Regions from separate parts of the Zea mays genome. Here region 1 is linked to region 2. Evidence: chromatin contacts called from public Hi-C data. All regions are on one chromosome and are shown on one strand. The core of a region is the stretch at or near the end of the contact, and the rest is flanking DNA. Distances in the headings are between cores, read along the strand shown. Region 1 has its middle 24 kb from the start of LOC100192564. Region 2 has its middle 11 kb from the start of TRNAP-CGG.

Region 1 (3,425 bases), core at 626-3,125, 270 kb after region 2:
GACGGCTCGTGGGTGCAGCCCCCGGTGGCGGTGCGGGCGGCACCGGCGTGCGGCCCCTCGGCGGCACGGTGCAGACTGGCGCGGCCCCGTGGCACTCTCGGCGGCACAGGCGTCCCGGCGCGGCAGCGGCCCTGCGCGCTGCCCGGCGCGGCGGCCCCCGGCCTCGGCAGCAGGCGAGGCCCCTCGGGCGCGCGGGCGCAGCCCCTCGACAGCGCAGGTGCGCCGTCCCCGGCCCTAGCCACGACGCTGGTACTGCGGATCCGACCCCGGTGCGGGAGCGGGCGTGGCGGCTGCGCATGGCGCAGCGCGGGCGCGGCCGCCCGGCCATGGTACGCGCGAGCGCGGGCGCGACCCAATTGCTCACGGCCTCGGCGTCCTCTTTTGGCTAGGCGTGGGCGCGACCGCAGTCTCGGGTCGACGGCAGGCGGCCTCGGCGCGGGCGCACAGCCCCGGCCAGGCGGGCACGGCGGCCCGGCGGCAGCGGCCCCGGCAGCGCGCGGCAACCGGCGCACGACCCCGTCCAGGCGGGCACGGCGGCCCGGCGCGGGCTCTGCCGGCCAGGGCGAGTGTTCCTCCGACCATGGCGCGGGCGAGGCCTTCCAGCGCGCTGCGCGGGCGTGGCCCAGCGTCCAGCGGCCCTGACGCCAATGCTTGCACCCGTGCGAAGCCCCGTAGCCAGCAATTCCATTGTTTGCATGAATGAAATCATCGAGACGATTGACACATAATAAATCCTTACAGACTTGCTGTAGATTCATAGTGCTAGATGTGGACAATAAAGCGTCGCTGTATGCTTCTCCTTTTCTTTTTGGCGTGTGTAGCGGCATCCTTTGTTCCTGCCTGGCGTCATCCCACTTAGTTGTTCTTTTGCATTATGATTGAAAGCCTTCATGCTTCCTCGGTCAATCACCGGTGCGCACTGGGAGCATCGCCGGAAAAAAAATCTTCCGCTAAGAGTAGCTTCTTTCTTCTTTTCTTCTCTGATCTCGCGAGCAGTGCTGATAACGTGTTGTAATCTACTCCGTGGTAACGAGATTGAGAGAGACAAATGACAGCGATGTCCTTTATTGCAGAGGAGATTCTGTTTATATACAAGCAAAGGTGCATCCCCAAGGGATGTGTCCCTTGGGGAGAAACCGTCGCGCTCTTTGGAGTGGATTGGTCACAAAATATTGTAACAAAAACAAAGAGGCCGGCCGAGTGTGTGTGCCTTTGTGGTGGGGTACTGGGGTGGAGGCTGGAGGGAGGGACGGGGCCCGGCGGAGAGGGAGGACGCCCTGGCTGACTGGCGGCAGATGCAGAAAGAGATCAGGGAGAGAAAGCAAGCGAGGGGAGCCTACAAAAGGAAGGGCTGGTGGCGCATGTACTGCCATGTCGTACGCATGTGTGTATCTACGATCCATCTACCCCCTGGCCGATCTGCTGACACCTTTCCTTCTCCCAGCACGAAACGCAACGGCGCGAGAGCTACGACCTCTAAAGACTCGATCGATCCACCTCTCTCTAACACTCTACTCCGCCGGTTTACACGATCCACGAATCCTGCCATGCGTACACCTGTACGTATCGTATGCAGGTCTGTAGCAGATCATCAGTGGTAGAGAGCGATCGTGGTTCTTCCGGTACCGGCCCTTCTACAGCATGGGCCCCGGGCCGGACGGCCATGGTGATGCATGGATATGGCCAGACGGCCATACGCGGGGGAAATTGACGAACCGGGGCATATGCATGCGGACAAAACAGGGAGCGCGGTTACCTAGAGGTGGGTGAAACGGAACGGCCGGCCTGCGCCGAGCGCGGCGGACACGTACCCTGCTCCCCTGCCGCCGTGGGCAGGGCGGGCGCGGACAACGAACTGGGCCGGGCTGCTGCGCTGACATCTATCGCCCCCTTCCCCGTCGGAGCTAGTACACACACACACGTATTGCACAGCCAATGCACGCCCGGCCCCCCTCACGCCGTCACGCGCTGCATGCATGGGGCCATCTGTACCGCAACCGCTCGCGGCTCGCCGCCATCTATCTATCGCCCCCGGCCCGCGCGCCGTGACACACATATCGCACGTCCGCTCTGCATGCCTACGGCCATCTGTACCTCCTCTGTGCCTCTATCTATCCGGACAGCCGCCATCGTCACCCAGCCTGTGTACAACGCCCGTGGTGGAGATATATAAGGTGTTTGTTTGATGAATTATTTTATCTAAAATAAGATAGATTATGGGTTCATTAATTAAATTTGGTGGGACGATCACATTTTTAACTATGATGAATAATGTAGTGATAGATTAACTCATTCTATTATACAAAGCAAACGAAAAAAAAAAGTAAGGAGTGATAAAATGAACTACCTCATTACCATTACTGCGCGCTGGCCAACAATTAAGATCCTTGCGTAGTTGCGTCAGCTACCTATATAGATCGGAAAAGATGTTTGATTTGCCTTCATGCATGCAGGAACGGAACGCCACTGACAGGATGCGTACGTGTGTATATTTACCGCCACCGCTGGTGTGCATGGCGTGGGTAACCAGTTAACGACTCCAAACGGCAGAGCGAGACGGGTGGGTCCCCAGCTGAGGCGGACAGTTGCGATGAGGCTGATGAGGTGGTCGCGCCCGCGGCAGGACAACATGGTTGGCTGTGGGCCGGCCCGTACTTGTAGGCCCATGCATAGTGCGTGGGGTAAGGCGGTCATTTTCTCTTCTATTGGTGCCTGCGCAAGGGCTGGGCAAAAAAATATCGAAACTCGAACCTGGAATACCTGAATCTAAACCCAAAATACCCGAAATCCGAATTTTGTTCGGTAATTTCGGGTAGCAACTTGCAAAACCCGAATTTATTTCGGTTATTCGGGTATCACAATCGGTAACCCGAAATATCTGAACTTTCATGTGTCATTTACTCATGTCATGTTTAATTATTAATTTGTACATCTATAATTATGTGTAAATGTGCATAACTTGTGATTGTAAATTGCATGTGTTTTATATGTCCATGTATATCATTATTTAAACTATATTTTTATACTAATTTAATAAGGTGTTTGTGTTTTTATGAAGCCAACACAACAGTTCGGGTAGTTCGAAATTACCTGAACCCGAAATTCCGGGTACCCGATTTTTCGGGTATTGTAAAATCTGTTGTAATTTCGGGTATCAATTCTCAAAACCCGAAATTTTAAATACCCGAATTATCGGACCCAAAAATTTAGGGTAACCCGAATCGTTCACCCCTACCTGTGATGTACGCGCGCGTATGCCTGTACCCTGACAAGGCGCCTCTATGAAATACCCAGAAAAATCTACCTTTGTATACGTACACGCACTTTGTTCGATACGTGTCTGCTCTTAGGGATCGTAACGTGCGAAAATTTAAGGACTATTTGTTTCGTAGTTAACTGTGTCACGCTTTGACTAAAATTAGTCA
Region 2 (3,357 bases), core at 180-2,679:
CTGTGTTTCTGTCTCACAATCTGCTTGGTCTTCTGATTTGCTAGGCGTGTGTTGTCAGTAAGCTTGCCTTTGATCAGTTATGGTTAGTTCCAGGCAGTTGAGAGTGATCGGCGGTAGACAATTAAGTAAGTGTTTGGTAAGACTTAGTTGATCTAAATAAGGTTTGTAAGTCTGGATTTCTGTGTAACAGTAACACAGATCCCTGATCCCTTTTTTTTTGGCGTTGCTCTGTTGGGATGTAGCCATCCTTGTTGAGTGGCGGGCCTCGTGACCTGTGTTGGTTGTAAAAACTATATCGTTCTATTTCTTAATGAAATAGGGGGCGCTACCCTTTTGGTAAAAAAAGTATTTGAGCATTGTAATTCATAATTTAGTTAGTTCGCTACTTTCTGAAATTGAAAATGTAGTCCTCATCATTTTTTTTGGATAAGTCCATAAATTTTATTTAGGACCGTACTTTTTCTTGATGCAAATAGAACCGTACAATATTACTACACCCGTGATTTAATCCGCTGCATAAGTTTTAGAATCCAAGGAACACCTATTCTCGCTCTAAGCATTTTGATCCTTTTAGATGGGTTCTGCAATAACGAGTCTGATTGGCCTCCTTGTGATTTTTACATTCGGCGGCTAGCTGCAAGATGTACTTTCTCACTTTTAAGACTCATCTCTGTCATTGGCTACCTCCTGCACAAGACATTCCGGAGGCTAGACCTGATGAATGGCATATGCATTCTAATGGAAATACGAGAGCATGAAACATATATGTTTTGGTTCATGTGTTCAATCACATAAATCACAGCACAGTACAGGGGCCTGTCATTCTTCATTTCATGGAAGAATTGGTGGACGAATTTGTGAGACAACGAGATGCCCTGCCCCCTTTTCTTTGGAACTTGCGATCTGCAGGCTACAATCATTTTTAGAATGCTACTTTCATATCAAGAGCGCAGCTTAAGGGCAAGCTGTTTTTTAAGATGTGGATCTGGGCTTCTTGGGCTTGTAAATATAGAGTAGCTAAGCAAGTGTGGTATTGGACCTGCGTGCCTATTTCGTGCTGGGCTAAAGCTGGTGCCCTCATTTTTTAGGGCGTCCTCAGTTTTATTCTTATTCATGTTTTTTTCTCAATTTTGTTCTTCTAGTACTATAGAGCATAAGTACTATAGAGCATAAGGACAAAACAGAGAAAAAAAACGACTAAGAGTAAAATTAAGAACATCAGCAAAACTAAGGACATCAGCTTAAAAAACCCTACTATGTATGAGGCAGCATACGTGGGTGAGGGATCTAAGATTATTCAGCAAATAGACACACATGACACATCTGTATCTTCATTATAATGTTCCTCTTTCTCTTGTAGTCTTTGGGCAACAGCGCTATCGTCCCATGCTTATCGCCATCGGCCTTCCCATACCTCCGCGGCTCGGTCGATTGCGACGCCGCGCAGAACGGCATGTACCGCTTCCTCAGCCGTCGGACGAGCTGTGCCTTTCTCTCGTGCGTTGGCTCTCCACGGCGTTTCGTTTTCCTCCTGCCGCTGCATGGTCCTTTGTGGCGGGGAACGCTGCCCCGGTTGCCATCCCCGGAGGTGCACGCCGGCCTGCAGTGATTACTGGGAGATTAATTGGGTGTCAATTCCCAAAAGCTTGGCTTCCCTGACCAAGCTGCGTTGTGAGAGTTCAATGTGATGGCGTTCACGCTGAAAAGGCCCCAACCGTACGTCCTTCTGACCGGATCATCTGATTTACCAGTACGCCTCCTTTAACTTGAACCAATCAGGCAAGAAAACGCGCAGATCCGGTGTTCTTGTACGCACTGATCAATCGGCCGGCGCCGTCGGCCGTGGTGGTGTGAACGAGCCAACGAGGTCCCTGACGTAGTGACATATCTCCAGACTGCGGCGGGGCTCTGGTTGGTCAGTAGCACAGCTAAGGTCCTGTTCGTTTTTATCAAACCCATGGGGATTGAGAGTGATTGAATCCCCTACAAGTTAAAATTCCCCTCAATTCACTCCAATCTCCCTCAATCCCCATGGATTAGGATGAAATGAACAAAGCCTAAGGGCTTATTCGGTTATTTTCAATCCATATGGATTGAAGGGGATTAATACGAATTGGGAAGGATTTTGACTTACTAGGGATTGAAACCCCTCAATCCCCCTCAATCCATATGGATTGGGGTAGAACCGAACAAGCCCTAAGTGGGAATTGGACCGGCCTAGTTTGGTCCGGCTCTATAGTGATTTGAGTCAAATGCGCCCAGGTTTATAAGGCTATTTTTTTTTGATCGTATTGTATCAATCTAAAGAGTACAAATGGTGGTCCAGTCCAGTTCTAAAGAACGAGCGCGTCTTCATTGGATCGTACCGGCTTAAGTCCGACCCATATATTTAAACCTTATAAAATATAAATATTACATCTAAATAAAGTTCATAGCCTACTAAATTAATGATATTAAATAATATAATCATAATTTGACCGTATAAAGTCTAAATATTACAACCACAAGTCCATAACTTACTAAATAAAAAATTAAATAATATGAGCTTTGTTATTTTCGTGCAGACCCAAGCCCGACACCACTGTGTTGTGTCGTGCTAGGGCTCGATAGGTCGAAATTTGAGGTCTGACTAGGCCTGTCTTCGAGGCGTGTTAGCTCGATCTATATTATTTTGTGTCTAGCCATGCTTTGTGTTTTTTTTAACCGTGTTTATGCTGGCCTAAAAATCCGATCCATATTTCTGTTAGAATTATAGGCATTTTCCGTACCATTTTAATTCCATAAATTAACATTATGATGATGACATATAATAGATAATCAAACATAGATAACATGATCTCAAAAATATCCATAACAATATGGATCATGAGAACACAAAGCATATGAAGCATGTAAATCATAAAATAAGTATATAAACATGGTTCATGGATTATTGCGGAACAACTGGAAATAAACAGATAATAATATAAACAGGATGACTGTAAAATTAAGACAGACAGATATAACATATTATAATACGATAGAACAAAACTACATACGATATATATAATATGCAGAATATAAAACTGTAATGAACTGAATTGATCATACCCTCCCATGCGCTCCGAGGATCCTGATCCTTGTCCAACTTCTCTTGTCATCCGATCGAGATGAAGACACCAAGAACCAGCGATGAAGACACCGACAGACGTTGGGCAGTCGCGTAGACGCTCCCCAAAAACCTAATTGCCGATCCCCCGTGCAAGGTCTCGAACGACACTGGCTTCGGAGGCACCTGCCCTCTCGCTTCTCTGTGCGCGCAGAGTCACGAGATGGAAATACCCTCACTCGGCGGCTGGACTGTGATTCTGAAAGTGT

What was found. A called contact is a pair of places that touch in the nucleus more often than the background predicts.
Region 1: a Hi-C map of bundle sheath shows a contact between it and region 2, with 1.6 times the contacts expected there. The contact joins two enhancer-like sites. A contact is called at or near these places in 2 of 25 Hi-C or Micro-C datasets (bundle sheath and ear).

Annotation. Positions count from the first base shown.
Region 1 is chr10:136,278,541-136,281,965 of Zm-B73-REFERENCE-NAM-5.0, forward strand. No RefSeq gene overlaps it. Among protein-coding and RNA genes, the nearest start is that of LOC100192564, 24 kb to the right of the region's middle. Within about 2 kb of position 1,876, at least 20 of the 20 cell types and tissues checked have an H3K27ac peak or open chromatin away from gene starts, as enhancers often do. A contact at or near this core is called in bundle sheath, where this site is marked.
Region 2 is chr10:136,007,147-136,010,503 of Zm-B73-REFERENCE-NAM-5.0, forward strand. No RefSeq gene overlaps it. Among protein-coding and RNA genes, the nearest start is that of TRNAP-CGG, 11 kb to the left of the region's middle. Within about 2 kb of position 1,430, at least 14 of the 20 cell types and tissues checked have an H3K27ac peak or open chromatin away from gene starts, as enhancers often do. A contact at or near this core is called in bundle sheath, where this site is marked.